Regions from separate parts of the Ovis aries genome. Here region 2 is linked to region 1. The links are chromatin contacts, called in public Hi-C maps. All regions are on one chromosome and are shown on one strand. The core of a region is the stretch at or near the end of the contact, and the rest is flanking DNA. Distances in the headings are between cores, read along the strand shown. Region 1 holds the start of DPCD (deleted in primary ciliary dyskinesia homolog (mouse)). Region 2 holds the start of NPM3 (nucleophosmin/nucleoplasmin 3).

Region 1 (4,464 bases), core at 670-3,169:
AGTCACAGAACAACGAATGTTGTATACTCCACTTCTATGAGGTCCATGCTGTAACCAAACTCGTGAAGATAGAAAGTAGAATGGTGATTGCCAGGGGCCAAAGATAAGGAGACTGAGGAGTAGTGTTTAATGGGTAAGAGTCTCAGCTGAGGCGTCAGTAGTTAATGGGTATGGAGTTTCAGCTGAAGATGAATGTTTTGGAGACGGATAGTGGCAATGGGGGCACAACCATGTGAATATACTTAATGCCACAAAACTACACTTAAAAAAGGCTGAGATGGTAACTATATGTTATGTACTTCTTACAATAAAAACAAATCCCACTGTCCTATGAGATAATGTTCAAAATCTTTAGTTTGGCAAAGCAGCTCTATCACAACTCCAACTTCTCTGCAATTTCTTTTCATGTTCTACCATTTCCCCTTAACACTCCTTGAGAAAAGGGACCTTTTATTCACTCTTGCATCCTAGCACCCAGGACCTGACAGAGTATAGGTAGATATTACGACTGACTGGGTCAAGGCTTCAGCCTCACTAAATGTTTTGTTATGCCCCTAGAAATCATCCACACACTTGCACACTTCTGCATTTTCACATGTGAGTTACTCTTGGTGGAATAACTATCCCCTCTTCTCCACTTAGCGAACACCTATTTATCCTTTAGGGCCCATGAACATCACCTGTTCTGTCAGATCTTCCTGAGAGAACCATTTTCACCTCTGTGCTCTCATGGCATTCTATAGAAAAGTCCAACTTCTACTTAACACATACACTCTCATTTATTTACCTTTTTTTTCCTGACCACTATGGGAACTCCTGAGACATGTCTTTTTCTATCTGCTCTAGCACACAACCTGACACATAGTAAAAGCATCCCTAAATGCTGCCTGAATAAATGAGCAAATGACCAGCTGATTTCACTTTCCAAGCTTTCTTGACTGGCCTCTACCTGTGGATTTCAGTCCCTGCCAATTTCCTGAAAGCTACAATGAATTCAGACCGAATTCATTCTGGCTGCCAAGTGGGTCCAGGAAGGGACCGTCAAACACTGGCCAATCCTAGGGTGGAAGAAAGTCAGAATTCCATACCCCTGTGTCTACCTCTTCCAGGACCAGCAGGAACGGGGGAAGTGGGAGGGGGTGGAGTGGGGCGGAGGCGTTGCTTTGTCTCCTTTAAAGACCCAAGGAACATTTAGAAGTTCACTTACAAACATAACATTACAAGTGCAAAGGACCTCAGAGATAACAGAGATAATCAGTTCACAGCATTTTACAGATGAGGAAAGTGAGGTTCAAATGTAAGAGGCCAACTGGGGAGCCCACGCCAAATTAAAGGCAAAGTCCTAACTACAGCGAAGGTGTCCTGCGTCTCCATGACACCAGGCAGCTTTCAGCAATAGAATCTCCAGACTGGGGTTCACGGGATCCCAGGTCAGGGTCCACTTTTACCACTGACTGACTGAGGGAGTTGCAGCCGACCTAAAATCTTGGATTTCAGTTTCCTCTTCTGTAAAACAGAGTGGAAAACAGCCTCTCGGGACTGCGCTGAGAAGCAAATGACATAATGAACATGAAAAGGATTATTTATTAGTAACAGAACGCAGAAAGGGGCGAGGTAGTGTGGAGGAAACTAGGGGTGTTCAGAGAAGGGTGTTCCAGTCGCCTTATTTATATGAGCCTCAGTTTCTTCATCTGCAAATGCAGAACTTGCCCTGGCAGGAGGCTGGGACCTTCCAGCCTTACCCTCCGGGCTGGGCCCGTCCCGGGGGCGCCAGCGCAGAGGGCTGGACCCTGGTGGAAAAGAACAAGGTGCTCTCGGGGGAGGGAGGGGGGCCTCCAGTTACCGTCTTGCAGCAGCGCCGTCTTCTCTGCCGCCCGCAGACTCTCCAGCCAGCCGGTCACCGCCATCTTCCCTCCAACGAGCTGCGTGCCTGGCCACTGCCATGGCAACAATTCCGCCTAGGGTCACTTCCGTATGACCCGGAAGATGTTCTGGGCATTGGCCTGGTCCCACCCCGCGAACCCCGCGCCCTCCGTCTGCTCTCATTGGCTGCTCTGGTAAGTGGGTTATGCCTGTCCATCCCCCGTGACCCGTCGGGTCCGGAGTTGACCCTATTCTGTACCAAATCTGGGGAGTGGGGAGGAATCCTCAGGACAGGATCCGGACAGTCCAGCGCTCCCCTAGCCCCACCCCGGGAGTCCCTGGCGCGCGGCAGCTGCGGTTCGCTTCGGGTGCCTCACACCTGCCAGCGTCTTCTCCACCCCCAGCTGTGAGGCCAAGACTCCTCAGTCCCGGAAGGCGCCCCACACCTGCTGCAGTCGTGCGTCTCCCCGCAGCTGCGGGCCTGCGCGTCCCGCTGCCGAGAGGTCCAAGACCAGAGCAGGTGCAGGGCGTTCCCCACCCCGGTTCCCTAAACTCCACCAGCCACCCCCACCCTCCCCGTTTTCCTCTGCGGGCCTGTGATGGGGGTAGAGAAAGATATACAGGTTCCCCCTCGCCCTTACCACCAATCCCCACTCCTTTTGGAAGCCCAAGTCCTTCCTAAAGATGGAGCCCGTTCCTAGTCTGGCATCTCGTTTTCGTAAAGCTTTTTGCAGGTGGGATGCAGCAGGAGCACATACTGCACAGTTAATCTTCAAAGCAGCCCCCTGAGGAATGATACCCTTTGAAAGTGAAAGTGTTAGTCGCTGAGTGCTGTCTGACTCTTTGGACCCCATGGATTGTAGCCCATCAGGCTCTTCTGACCATGGAATTCTCCGGGCAAGAAGTGGATAGCCATTCCCTTCTCCTGGGGATCTTCCGGACCCGAGGATCAAACTCCCATCTCCCACATTGCAGGCAGATTCTTTACCATCTGAGCCACCAGGGAAGCCCATGATGTCATTTGTTCCCCCTTCAAAAGTTCCCTGGATATTTCCACTCTTCTTATTTTCCCCAGTATTCTGGAAGACTGGTGATTATGCATGCTAAGTCACTTCAGTAGTGTCTGACTCTTTGTGGCCCTATGGACTGTAGCCCACCAGGCTCCTTTGTCCATGTGTAGAGCTAGGCTAAGCCAAGTTTAGTTGGGTTTTGTGAGACTCCTGGGAACTTGGCTACTGTCCCCAAACTGTTGTCAGTAGAGACCCCACCTTCATAGAGGGGTTGGGGAGCCCCAAGTCTGGGTTGCACATGACAACTGCCCTGATCAACCCTCCAACAGAAAGGCTAGGATCCAGCCATACCTCAATGGACCCCAGGGGCATCTTGAAGGCATTTCCCAAGCGGAAGAAAATTCACACCAATCCATCATCAAAAACTCTTGCAAAGATTCCCAAGAGAGAAGACAGAGAAGAAGCAGGAGGTGAGTGGATCCACCCTGAGGACCCTCATGTGCTTGAGCCTCAGGCTTCTTACATCTTTCATGCCCAGAATCAGATATTACAGCTGACTCTGCCCACCCAGAGCCTGCAGGTTTGTTTGTACCTCCCTTGTCCTAAACTTGGTCCCCAGTCTTTGACAGGTGACTTGCTGTTTCATCTTCTACCACACGCCGAGGCCTCTATAACTCAGAAAATACTCCCTGGTCCCTAAGGAAATGACCGATAGGATTCTTTCCTCTAGGAAGCTGCCTGCTGGTGAGGGGAGGGGATCCTTCTCAGGTCCCCAGAGTTATGCTATTTTGAGCCAAAGTGACAAATAGATGGCAAAAACTTACATGGTAGGCTGGGTTGGGAGAGGGGAATCTATTAGACTGTGAGGCCTGTAGTAGCAAAGCATGTGCCTTGTGCCTGATACATAATAAGTGTCTATTAATATGTGTTGAAAGAATAAATGATCAAATGAAGTGATTTATAGGCTCCCTGCAATTTGCCAGACACAGTTCTAGGTTACATCAGGGAACAGGACGTATCAGAATCTTTGCCTGTTACATCAGGCGATAGCCCATGAGGAAATTAACTGTATACTGTGGTGGAATCCCCAGAAGGCAGGGTGGAAAATGACTGGGGGAAGGGGACTGTGAAGGGTTCATTCGGATCATGTCTGAGAGTATGACAGCAGGCGTCTGGATGCCCCCTCCACAGAGTGGCTGAGCTCCTTGCGGGTGCACGTTGTGCCCACCGGCATTGGGAGAGCCCGGGCAGAACTCTTTGAGAAGCAGATTGTCCAGCATGGTGGCCAGATATGCCCTGCTCAGGCCCCAGGGGTCACTCACATTGTGGTGGATGAAGGCATGGACTGTGAGCGAGCCCTCCGCCTCCTTAGACTGCCCCAGCTGCCCCCAGGTGCTCAGCTGGTGAAGTCTGCCTGGCTGAGCTTGTGCCTGCAGGAGAGAAGGCTGGTGGACACAGCAGGATTCGGCATCTTCACCCCCAAGAGGTGGGCTGGTCCTAGTCTTTCCTCAAATGTTTTCTTGAGCTATTAAACTCTCATTGTCTTAATTAGACACATTTAAAAAAAGATTTCAGAGTCGAGAAGGATTGG
Region 2 (4,464 bases), core at 1,247-3,746, 190 kb before region 1:
AGTTGTTTGTGGCAAAAGCCTAAAAGTGATACACTTGTAAAAAAAATTTTGTATATAAACTAGCTGTAACCTGACTATCCTTTGTTTTTGTAATTTTCCTTTTGAAAATGAAAGGGTGCGGTTCAGGATGGCACTTTGAATAATTAATGTAAATCAGTGGATTTTCTTTACTTTTGTCTTTGGTTTTGTTTTTAAAAGACGTTTTATTCTTTTCAAAGTGCCTCCCACCTAGGGCTAGGCCATGACCACTTTGGGTACGAGAGCCTGACTTCATAGGATTCACAGTCTGTTGCAAAGTGCAGTCATTTCTGGAAATTAACCTCAATGCAGGTCAGCATGTGAAATGTTAGTTTTGACATCTGGCAGCTAGGGTTTGGGGACTGATCCCATTTGCCCACAGGTCAGTTGTCCTTTAATTTTACTACTGGTTTTATTAAATCAGTCTTTAGTTCTTGCATGTTTGTATCTAATTTTTAAAAGAATGAGTACACTTTAACCAATGACTTAAGGTTACCCTTTTCTTTTTCCTTTAACCGCAGGTTCTGAAAGCTTCAAGTATTTTAATTTAGATTTGGTGTTTTTAAGGGTTCTGAGCAAATGCTCTTTCATTGAATTTTGCTCTGCAGTATTCATTTTCTTTTTTATCATGGCTTGCTGGCTTCTCTGTAACAATGTTTTGTTACCTTGCTTCCCAGCAGATTTGTATCAGCAGTTTAAGTTTGAGCTAAGAGGGAAGAAGGTCAAGAAGAAAATTTAAAACATTTTCTTTCATAGGTTTCCATCAATGTGGGCTTTGAAAAAAGTCTTTTAAGGGATTGTACCTAGTGACTTTCAACCAAAGCCTGTGAGTGTGCACTGAATGGGTGAGATGAATGAAGGAGGGTTACATCCAGGGTTAGAAACCTGCAATAATGTACAGCTGGAACCAAGTTTGCATTTTCAAAGGCTGAGATGAAGGGAGGGTCTCTACTGGCTTAATGTCACTTGGTTTTTTTTCTCTTTTAAGTACATTTTGTACACTAGTGGACAGTTCTAGCATTTTATCTGGTAGATTCCATGGTCATCCTCCAGTGGAATCAGGATTTTCAGCAAGTTTGCAGCTTTATCTTTGCTTTTAATAATCAATTTGGCTGGTATTCTGGTCACAGAGCTAACTATGAAACAGATGTCCAGGCCTCTAGGATCGTAAAATGCTGTTCTGTCTGTCTTCTAATGGTTATGGCTATTTATTATGGTTGGGATGATATTTCATTGATTGTTTAGATCACAGCTCAGTTCCTGTAGAAAATGAACTGTAAAACTATCTGAAGACCATACAAGAGGCAAAATAAAACTTGAAGTGAATGTGTGTGGTCGTGTACTGTGTAAACCTCCTTGTTTCTGCCTCCTGCCTTTTTTCTCCCACTCTGGCATTCCCAAGCAAGTATTCCTCCTCTCCAAAGCTGTTTCAGCCTAGGGACTGAGTCATAAAGGCAGTTTTCTCCCACTTCTATCTCTAGTAAAAGATTGCCTTCCATATTTTCCTCAAGGCAAGGCAAGATAAAAATAGACTCGTTTTGGCCTGGCCACCTTCTTGACACAGTTATAACCTGGGGGTAAATGAAGGCAGCTAGTTCAGGTGAGTTCATGCCACCTAATAGAATAAGGAAAATTGCCTGATTCTTTGGTCAAAAGGTGAAAGTTGAAGGCAGATCCCAAATTATGAGACAGGACTCTAAGGCGTCAGTGTTAGGCTAGACTAGCCTGCCTCTTAACAGGAGCAGCAAATTAGCCCCACGATTTAGCTATCTCCTCTGCTAGCAAGCGCCAGCATCTGAAGTTCAGTGTAGGTATACAACCATGTGGATAGTGAGCCGCAGGGTCCTTAGAGCAGGAAGCATATCCGGAAGTGGACAGTGGTTTGGGTACTAAGTAACAGGAGCTCAAAGTCTTCCTTCATGCTCCGTTCCTTTGGAGGGACGGTATATCTGAGTGTATTTGCTTTTTTAAGAAAAACGATGCACTATATCTTGCCTTTGCTGGGAGAATTGGGAAGGTTGCATTTTCATGTATTTAATGAAAGCTTAGCTTGGGGTGGGTGAGGTGATCACTTGGAGTGCAGGACTAGAGGAAATGGAGGCAGGGGACACTCTAAGAAAGTCTTGGTCGTTGAAGTGAGCAAGGACGTTAACATTAATGCCAAGATGATGCTTTGCACTCTGCAAAGATGTGCAAAGCAGACGCGACATAATGCGAGACTTCTTTAGAAGGTGGTTGGATGGCATCACCGACGCGATGGACAGCAGTCTGAGTAGGCTCCGGGAGTTGGTGATGGACAGGGAAACCTGGCTTGTTAGAGTCCATGGCGTCGCGAAGAGTCGGACACGACTGAACTGAAGGAGGGAGATAGGGCGATGAAGCCCTGGACCCAGGGTGCCTCGCCAGCGTCTCCTTTAAGAGGCGGGGCTGGAGCCGCGGCGAGTCCCAGGCTTTGTACGTGTCGGAGGCGGAGCCGCAGAAGGCCCTAGCAGCATGGCAGCTGACGGAGCGGCCGCCTTGACGTTTTTGGATCAGGAGAGCCGAGTCCGAGCTGGGGGGGTCGGTAGTCTGCAAGTCCCGGCCCCGGTCACTATGGACAGTTTCTTCTTCGGTATTGAAGAAAGGAGAGGCTGAGGGTGGTGCTGGGGCAGAAGCAGGGCTGAGGAACGGGAATGCAGGCGCGTGCACGACGTGGGTGGGGGCGGAGGGGGCCTCGCACGCGGCAGCCGGAGTTGGAGGGGAGAGCCAGGCCCCTGCCCTAGTTGTACCGGGTGGGCCCGGGCCGAGCGCTCCAGTTGTTCCTGACACGTGGGCGTGTGAATGGCCGGTTAGTCATGGCTGCAGGTGAACGGGATTTGGTGAAATGCCCTCCCCCACCACTCCGCACACTGACGCATACTCACAGTTAACCTCTTACAGGCTGTGAGCTCTCAGGCCACACCCGCTCTTTCACCTTCAAGGTAGAGGAAGAGGATGACGCGGAGCATGTGCTGGCTTTGACCATGGTAAGGGGCGGGGTAGGGGGAGTGGAGGTTAAATTGGCTGACCTAAAGAGGCTCTACTCGCTTGTCTATCCTTCCCCGTTCTACTGGGAGTCATCTACTCTGCTTAATCCCCACATGGGGCTCCCCTGGCCAGGCGGTCCAGGGACCTCGGAGGCTGGGCAGGTTGTAGGGTAGATGATTCCACTTGTGGTGTCCACCCTTACTGGGGAGACTCTGAGGCCCTGTGTACCTTCCCAGCTCTGCCTCACCGAGGGGGCCAAAGATGAGTGTAATGTGGTGGAAGTCGTGGCTCGGAACCATGACCACCAGGAGATCGCAGTCCCTGTGGCCAACCTCAAGTTGTCCTGCCAACCCATGGTGAGTTCCCTGGCCGTACCTTGGGAGGCTGGGAGGTAGGAATTGAGGACTTAGGACTTCTCACAAGGTGGGGTGGGCTAGGAGTGGGCCAGGCCTTCATCCTTGTCTTCCTCCCAGCTCAGTTTGGATGACTTCCAGCTCCAACCACCTGTAACCTTCCGCTTGAAGTCAGGTTCTGGCCCTGTGCGCATCACTGGGCGGCACCAGATTGGTGAGAATTTTCTCCTTTGCTTCCAGTAGACTTTCCATCTGGACTCCTACCCCACCCCAGCCATATCTCCCAGTGCAATTCCCATACAGACCCTGGATGCAGTGCCCTCCACTTTACTACTCTAGCTGTTCTTCACGGAACCTACCCCAGCTTATCCAGCTCCACTAATGTGGACTCCTGTGAAAGTGAAAGTCACTCAGTCCTGTCCGAGTCTTTGTGGCCCCATGGACTGTAGCCCACCAGGCTCTTCTGTCCATGGAATTCTTCAGGCAGGAATACTGAAGTGGGTTGCCATTTCCTTCTCCAGGGGATCTTCCCGACCCAGGGATCAAACCCAGGTCTCCTGCATTGCAGGCAGACTCTTTACTGGCTGAGCCACCAGGGAAGCCCTTTGACTCTTTGTTATCTAGTTTAGTATCTGAGGTTTTTCCCACCTAGGCAATAAGCTTTGGGAGGTCAGAGTCCCTGCAAGCCTAGAGCCACAGAGCATTAATAAACGACGTGTATGAAGTATGAAGGGGGTGTGGCTTTAACTTCTCTTCCTCCCTTGACTGCTTGTGTGCCAGTTACTATAAGCAATGATCTTTCTGGGGAAGAGAGTGAAGAAGACGGGAGTGAGGAGGAGGAAGCTGAGTTGTGTCCTATCCTTCCTGCCAAGAAGCTGGGGCGCAGGCTCTAACCCTCCCTGGTGAGTTGGAGGGGCCTGGGAGGGCACAGGAGGAACATGTTTGGACCTCGATGCTGACCCCTTGTTTGCTCTCTTCAGGTCAGCTAGCTGCCTGCCACATACACCAGGTTCCTGGACAAGTTTCAACAACTTTGTATCTCTCCATTGAAGAGGGTTGGGGTGGGGGTGGGGGTCTTGGTCTGGTG

Evidence for each region. Hi-C and Micro-C count contacts between places; a contact is called where the count stands out from the background.
Region 2: a Hi-C map of skin fibroblasts shows a contact between it and region 1, with 2.8 times the contacts expected there. The contact joins the promoter of NPM3 here to the promoter of DPCD in region 1. A contact is called at or near these places in 7 of 16 Hi-C or Micro-C datasets (hypothalamus, liver, muscle and 3 more).

What each region holds. Positions count from the first base shown.
Region 1 is chr22:22,109,252-22,113,715 of ARS-UI_Ramb_v3.0, reverse strand. It overlaps DPCD (deleted in primary ciliary dyskinesia homolog (mouse)), which reads right to left and starts at 1,919. Exons shown (of 6, transcript XM_012102819.4): 1 at 1,844-1,919. The coding sequence starts at 1,907. POLL (DNA polymerase lambda) reads left to right here and starts at 1,994. Exons shown (of 9, transcript XM_060405144.1): 1 at 1,994-2,057; 2 at 3,203-3,343; 3 at 4,065-4,359. The coding sequence starts at 3,229.
Region 2 is chr22:22,302,519-22,306,982 of ARS-UI_Ramb_v3.0, reverse strand. NPM3 (nucleophosmin/nucleoplasmin 3) reads left to right here and starts at 2,496. Exons shown (of 6, transcript XM_004020126.5): 1 at 2,496-2,629; 2 at 2,938-3,023; 3 at 3,261-3,380; 4 at 3,498-3,591; 5 at 4,158-4,279; 6 at 4,358-4,464. The coding sequence starts at 2,512. The coding sequence ends at 4,270. OGA (O-GlcNAcase) reads left to right here. Exons shown (of 14, transcript XM_042239102.1): 14 at 1-1,344.